Linked DNA regions of Pan troglodytes: region 2 is linked to region 1. A link is a contact called in public capture Hi-C data. All regions are on one chromosome and are shown on one strand. Each heading gives the region's core, a stretch centred on a gene start, on an enhancer-like site or on the middle of the called end of the contact. The rest is flanking DNA. Distances are from core to core; before and after follow the strand shown.

Region 1 (3,247 bases), core at 407-2,906:
TAACAAAATACCATAGAATGGTGGCTTAAACAAGCACATTTATTTCTTGGAGGCTGGAAATTCAAAATCAAGGTGCCAGCATGGGTGGGTTCTGGGAAGGGCTCTCTTCTTGGCTGTAGATGGCTGCCTTCTTGCTGGATAGTGATATGGTGGGGAGATTTTATTTATATATATATACACACACAAACACACACACCCACAGAGAAGAGAGAGAGAAAGAGAGTGCGAGTGCATGCCAGAGAGCTTTGTTTTGTTTCTTGTAAGGGCACTAATCCCATCAGGGGGGCCCTGCTCTCATGAGCTCTTCTAAACCTAATCACCTCTCTAAGGCCCCACCTCCTAATACCATCCCATTGGGGATGAGGGCTTCAACATATGAATTTAGGGGGACACAAACATTCAGTTGATAACAAGAAATATCTGGGGGATCCAGGTGAAGCAAGAGGGGATTGGTGTGTGCCCAGTGAGCGGAATTGGAGTTGGGCATGAGAAAGCCACCTGCCGGAGCTGCTCCCCAGGAATACAGCTGGTGGTGCAGGTGGGCACCTTGGGAAGCAGGCTCTGAGGTGGAGACTGGCACATGGGAAAGGTTTTGGGAGTGCTCTCGGGATCAGCATCCAGGATGGGAGGAGGCAGCATTGGGCAGAGGGACCGGTTGGGCTGCATTGCCTTCCCGGCAGCTCTGGAGCTGGCCTCGTAGAGTTGCCCCACACTGGGGAAGTGGGGCTGAGCCTTCGTGCCTCACATCAAAGTGGCTGCAGACCCTGGCTGAGTCTGCTCACCTGCTTCCTGAAAGGAAGAGGCTGGGAAGGGACTTGGCCACCAGCAGGTATTCATTGCCCCCATTCTCTGTTACTCACTCTTGCTCCCCTTGCCCTTGGCCGTGCCCCCTGCTGACCTCAGTGGTTCACCCAGGGCCTGATCAAGACCTTCGTTGCTGAGGGTCCTGAGCCCCTGGTCATCATCCCCTCCCTTCTCAGGCTGTGGCTGTTGCGTGTGACCACTTCCCATCAAAAGTGAGCCAGAGGTTGGGTGTGGTGGCTCATGTCTGTAATCCCAGTGCTTTGGGAGGCCGGGATGGGAGGATCAGTTAAGGTCTGGAGTTTGAGACCAGCCTGGGTAACATAGTGATACCTCGTCTCTGTTAAAAAAAAAAAAAATTAAAAATTAGCTGGGCAGGGTGGTGTGCACCTGTGGTCCCAGCTACTTGGGAAGCTGAGGCGGGAAGATCACTTGAGCCCAGGAGTGGGAGGCTGTCGTGAGCTATGATGGCACCACTGAACACCACCTACGTAACAGAGTGAGATGCTGTCTCTCTCTTTAAAAAAAAAAAAAAAAAGACAGGTGACTAGAAATGCCCAGGTGAAATCACCCAAGGGCTAAACATCTTCCCTGACCCCAGACAGCCCTCCCTCCTCCTGAGGGTGGAGTTCATTCCTCCTCCCAGGACAGAGGATCCTTTCTTTGCCTGCTCATCTTTCCCACCATGAAGCGTACAAAGAGACCAGGTGGCAGCTGCAGCGTGAGATTTAATGGGATATTTTCTGTGTCCCTGGTGGAAATGTTTTTTCCTCTGGAAGCCAAGACCTCAACATCCTGCAGAGCCCAGAGTTTCAGCTGAGTGGTGGTGGTGGCTGCCGCCAGGTCCCTACACTTCCTGTCCCCACACCCAACCTGCCTCCCAAATGCCCATCCCTGCCTGACCCAGGAGGGCCGAGTGTGCATCCGTGACCTAGGTCGTGACTTTCCTCCTCGAACTCCGCTTTCAGGCTCTCATTCAGTGGTGAATTTGGAGGCTCCCTCTTCTCCTCTTAGACTGCATTTCCCCGGATTTCCACTTGGGGGAGACGTCTGTCTTTGTCCTGACCTTTACATCTGTCTCTGGTCAGACACCTCATTTAAAAAAAAATCTTCACTGTCTTTGGCGTGTCCTATGCTTTGGGCTTTGTTATAAATGAGTAGACGGGATTGAGTGGAAGAAGTAATGGTACCCCTGATCATCTTTTTTCTTTTCTTAGAGACAGAGTCTGTCTCTGTTGCCCAGGCTGGAGTGCAGTGGTGCAATCATAGCTCACTGCAACCTCAAACTTGGGCTCCAGTGATCCTCCTACCTCAGCCTCCAGAGTAGATGGGACTAAAGGTGTGCGCCATCATGTCCTGCTAATTTTTAAATTTTTTGTAGGGACAGGGTCTCACTAAGTTGCCCAGGCTGGCATCTAACTCCTGGTCTCAAGTGATCCTCTTGCCTCGGCCTCCCAAAGTGCTGGGATTACAGGCGTGAGCCACAGCGCCCAGCCTCCTCTGACAAATTTTTGAATGCACAATCTCTACACTGCCCAGGGCTCCCCAGAGACAGACAGATTCCTGGGCTCTGAGACATGACATGGGGCAAATTCTTAAAGGTGTCTGAGAACATATCTCTTCTAAGGATTAGTAATATTATTTACAGTGTGTATGAACATATATTTGTTTATTAATTCATTCAATTGTTCATTCATTCTTTGCCCTATTCCAAAAAGAATGGAAGCAAGCCCACTCCTTATTAAACAACCTCATAGACAACATTGAAAACAAGCAAATCACAGTATGCTTGTGGCTGAAGTTGCTTGGAGTCCGGAAGGTCTAAATAACAGCTGGTGGCTGTAATCCCAGCATTTTGGGAGGCTGAGGCAGGTGGACCATTTGAGGTCAGGAGTTCAAGACCAGCCTGGCTAACATGGTGAAACCCTGTCTCTACTAAAAATACACAAATTAGCCGGGTATGGTGTTGCTTACCTGTAATCCCAGCTACTCGGGAGGCTGAGGCAGGACAATCACTTGAACCCGGAAGGCGGAGGTTGCAGTGAGCAGCGATCGCACCACTATACTCCAGCCTGGGCAACAAAGTGAGACTCCGTCTCAAAAAAAAAAAAAAAAAAAATCAGCTGATGATAGAAATTCACAGTAGCACAGATCACTGTTTGAGTTGCCAACGCTGCATCGTAAACTACTCCAAAATGCGGTGGCTTAAAATACAACCACTGATTTGCTCCTGACTGTGTGATTGGCACAGGGCTTATCTGTGGTTCTCATGGCATCCACTAGGGCTGGAATATCCAAGCTCATCTCTCATGCTCCAGGGCCCTCTTTTCAAGTGAACTTCTCTCCAGTAGGGTTGGTGGACTTCTTTAGGCCATGATGGCTGGGTTCCAAGAGAGAGTGGTCCAACAGGCCAATCCTCAGAGCAAATCTGCTGGCCTCCTACGTG
Region 2 (3,247 bases), core at 490-2,989, 490 kb after region 1:
CGAGAAGCTGCATGGAGCAGAGCCTCCCACCTTTACCCTACAGCTGTTAAGTGGACTTTCCATGAGCATGAAACAAGTGTGACACACAAGCACCATTACCTTTGCAGCTGATGGGCTCTGACCTGTTGCCCTCAAAAAACAGCTTCAACTCCGGGGCCTTGGTAATCCCAAACTCCTGCTGAAGCTCCTTCTCTACAGTAATGTCCACTTTGCCAAAGCCGATCCCATTCTTGCCTTTGCCCATGATCTCCGCAGCTTTGCCCAGCTCTTCCGCCAAGTTCCTGGATTGCTTTGAGGATGGGTTGTCTGAAAGAGTATAAAGACAAAATTTGAGAGGCCTTTCCTCGCTCCCCATCTCCAACGGTAGATTATTTGTTGGGCCTGCTTAGCTCCCGGAACCTTTCTTGTGCTCAGCGGTTAATGGCTGAATTTTCATAAATGTGACAAGATGTGAGACACAATGGTTCATGAAATTAGACAATCTGGGAGATGTCTATCAAGGTTCTTTGGATTCAGTAGCATTGGAAACAACACAACCATGGGCAACTTTACTCCATCTCTCTGAGCTCCACTTCTCTTGTGTAAAGTGGGTGAAAATAATAGTGGTTACTTCAAGGAATCATCAGAGTTAAATGAGATTTATGTCACAACCAGCTATAATTGCTTATTGTTTTCTAAGAGTTTTACATGCATTAAGCCATTTACTCCTCTCTATAACTCTGTGGGATAGGTATTATTATTATCTCAATTTTATACATGAGGAAACTGAAGCACAACAAATGACTTACTTGTGCAAAGCCCTGTGACAGTGAGAGGTAAGGCCAGGACAAGAGCCCACTCCGTCTGGCTGTAGAGTTCTTTTCTAATCTCCACTAGGCATGTAAAACACTTGGCATAATGCCTGGCACAAGTTAAGTACATGGTGCATTCTTACTACTGCTTCCATTATTATAGTAAAATTTCTGTGGTCAAAGCAGGACCCAAGCAATGATTACACAAAGGCATGCAGAGTGGTATAATGGACATTGGAGACTCAGATGCGGGGAGGCTGGATGCAGGGTGAGGGATTAAAAAAAACTGCATATTAGGTAGAATGAACATGACTAAGGTGATGGGTGCACTAAAATCTCAGACCTCACCTCTACACAATTGATCCCTGTAACCAAAAGCCACTTGTACCCCCAAAGCTATTGAAATAAACAAAAACAAACCACTCAGTAGCATAGACACGATGATCACATTTATGGAATTGTTAAAAAGTGTATGCCCAGGGCAAAAGAAGTCTAGAGGGAAATTTTCCAAACTATTAAAATTTTTTGTTTTAAAAAAATTCTGTGGTCAGAAATTATGGAGACAGAGAGGAAGCATGAGAGCTCATGAGCGCCATCTGGTGGAACGTCCTGGAGCTAACAGGCCAAATTGAGCCCCTGCAGTTGCCCTGCATGTAATTGGACAGGGGACTTTGGCAGGTAAGGAAAACCAGGTGTGGGAAGGGCGGGGATAGGGGAGGTTGTGGTGTTCCCCTGAGTCCACCCTCTTGTCTCGAAGAGACCTGGAACTCTCCATTAAGAGATCTGATCTGGACGCCTTGGCCCCTCACGTTGCTGGGCAGTGGGGAGGGACTGGGGGAAGCCCTTTTCTGGAAGCGGTATCAGGGAGCTGGCACGTGACCTTGGCAGTGCAAGAGGCTTTTCTGGCTAAACGGAGGGGACTAAAAGGCGCCCAAGTTTGCCTTTCTTCCTCCTGATAACATTGTGAGGCTGCAGGTTCCTGGCTACCCCATGACTGAGGAAGGGGGCTGAGCCAGGGCAGGGGGTCATTGATTGTCTTTCAAGCCAGAACATTTTATCTTTTTCACTGCCGCCCACCCCCTTGGTCCATCTGGAGCACTTGGAGAAAGTGCAAATGACCTCTGCTGCAGAGGGCAAGTTCCAAGTCCAACAGAGAGGTCTTTTGTAAAGTGCCGCTCAGAAAGCAGGGCCCCGGGACAGCTGGCGCGGGCCCCGTTGCTGGTCAGCACGCCTGCTCCTGCAATGGGATCGGAAAGTGAATGATCGCTTTCATTAAACTCCCGGTCAGTGGACCGGAAGCGGGGACTTTGTGCCTCCCTCCTGAATCGATGCCCCTCCACTGCCTGCTTTGTCACCGTCATCGCCTTCTATATCCCCTATCCATCATCACCAGCATGCACTGGCCAATTGCTGGCTGCTCTGGTCCATGGGGCTCTCCCCGGCTTCCTCGTGGATGTGGCCATGCTGGGCTCAGGATTGCTGATTGACACAGAATCCGAATCTGAGTTTCTGAGGGCGGAAGCTCAGGGCAAGAGAAACACTTGGAATGATTGTCCAGATGGTAAAGCAAATTTTAGAGGTTCCACACACAACCCAGTGCCCCTGGGTGTCTGAAATGGACACCCAGAGAGAGCTTGTGGCAACCGGAGTGCTGGGGTCTGAGAGCTAGATTGATGGGGCCTATGATAATAGTAATGGAGATTCATTCATTCATTTTATGCATTCATTCATTTATTCATTCATACAATGAAACTTTTAGGATATGCCATGTGCCAGGCACTGTCCTAGGGATTGGGGATATAACAGTGAACAGATAAAAACCCCTGCTGTCACTGGAAAAGGCAGAAAATAAGCAGAATAACAAAGTAAAATACGTGCTGTGTTAGATAATATGTGCTTTGGAAAAGAACAGGAGAGTTAGAGGTTGGGAGTATTAGGGAAATTGCAAGTTTAAGTAGGAGGCTAAAGATGGCTCACTGAGAAGCAATGTTTTAATAAAGATGGAAAGAAATGAGAGCGCAAGCCATGTAGACATCTAGCAGGAGAGAATTCCTGGTAAAGGGCCAGTGTATGCAAAGGCCCTGAGGTGGGGCATGTGTGACATGTTCAAGGTATGACAAGAAGTCCATTGGGTCTGGAGCAGAGTGAGCTGGGGCCAGGGGACAGGTGATGTAGGGTCTCGCAAGCCACTGAATAGACTTTTCCCAGAATATGGAATGGTACCAGAGGGTTTGGAGCAGAGGTGGAGGTGATCTGAGTTACTTTTTTTCTTTTCTTTTTTCTTTTTTTTTTTAGACGGATCTCGTTCTGTCACCCAGGTTGGAGTACAGTGGCACCATCTTGGCTTACTGCAACCTCCACCTCCCGGGTTCAAGTGATTCTCCTGCCTTGGCCTCCTGAGTAGCTGGGATTACATGCATGCACCACCAGGCCCTGCTAATATTTGTATTTTTAGT

What was found. Capture Hi-C pulls out chosen DNA fragments and counts their contacts.
Region 2: a contact with region 1 is called in a capture Hi-C map of stem cell-derived neural stem cells, with 6 times the contacts expected there. The contact joins two enhancer-like sites. A contact is called at or near these places in 4 of 7 Hi-C or Micro-C datasets (blood, induced pluripotent stem cells and stem cell-derived neural progenitor cells) and 1 of 1 other capture datasets (stem cell-derived neural stem cells).

The regions. Positions count from the first base shown.
Region 1 is chr18:22,522,250-22,525,496 of NHGRI_mPanTro3-v2.0_pri, forward strand. No RefSeq gene overlaps it. Among named protein-coding and RNA genes, the nearest start is that of GPRC5B, 13 kb to the left of the region's middle. Within about 2 kb of position 1,657, at least 1 of the 24 cell types and tissues checked has an H3K27ac peak or open chromatin away from gene starts, as enhancers often do. A contact at or near this core is called in stem cell-derived neural stem cells, where this site is marked.
Region 2 is chr18:23,007,897-23,011,143 of NHGRI_mPanTro3-v2.0_pri, forward strand. It overlaps PDILT (protein disulfide isomerase like, testis expressed), which reads right to left. Exons shown (of 12, transcript NM_001280427.1): 3 at 100-306. Among named protein-coding and RNA genes, the nearest start is that of PDILT, 19 kb to the right of the region's middle. Within about 2 kb of position 1,740, at least 7 of the 24 cell types and tissues checked have an H3K27ac peak or open chromatin away from gene starts, as enhancers often do. A contact at or near this core is called in stem cell-derived neural stem cells, where this site is marked.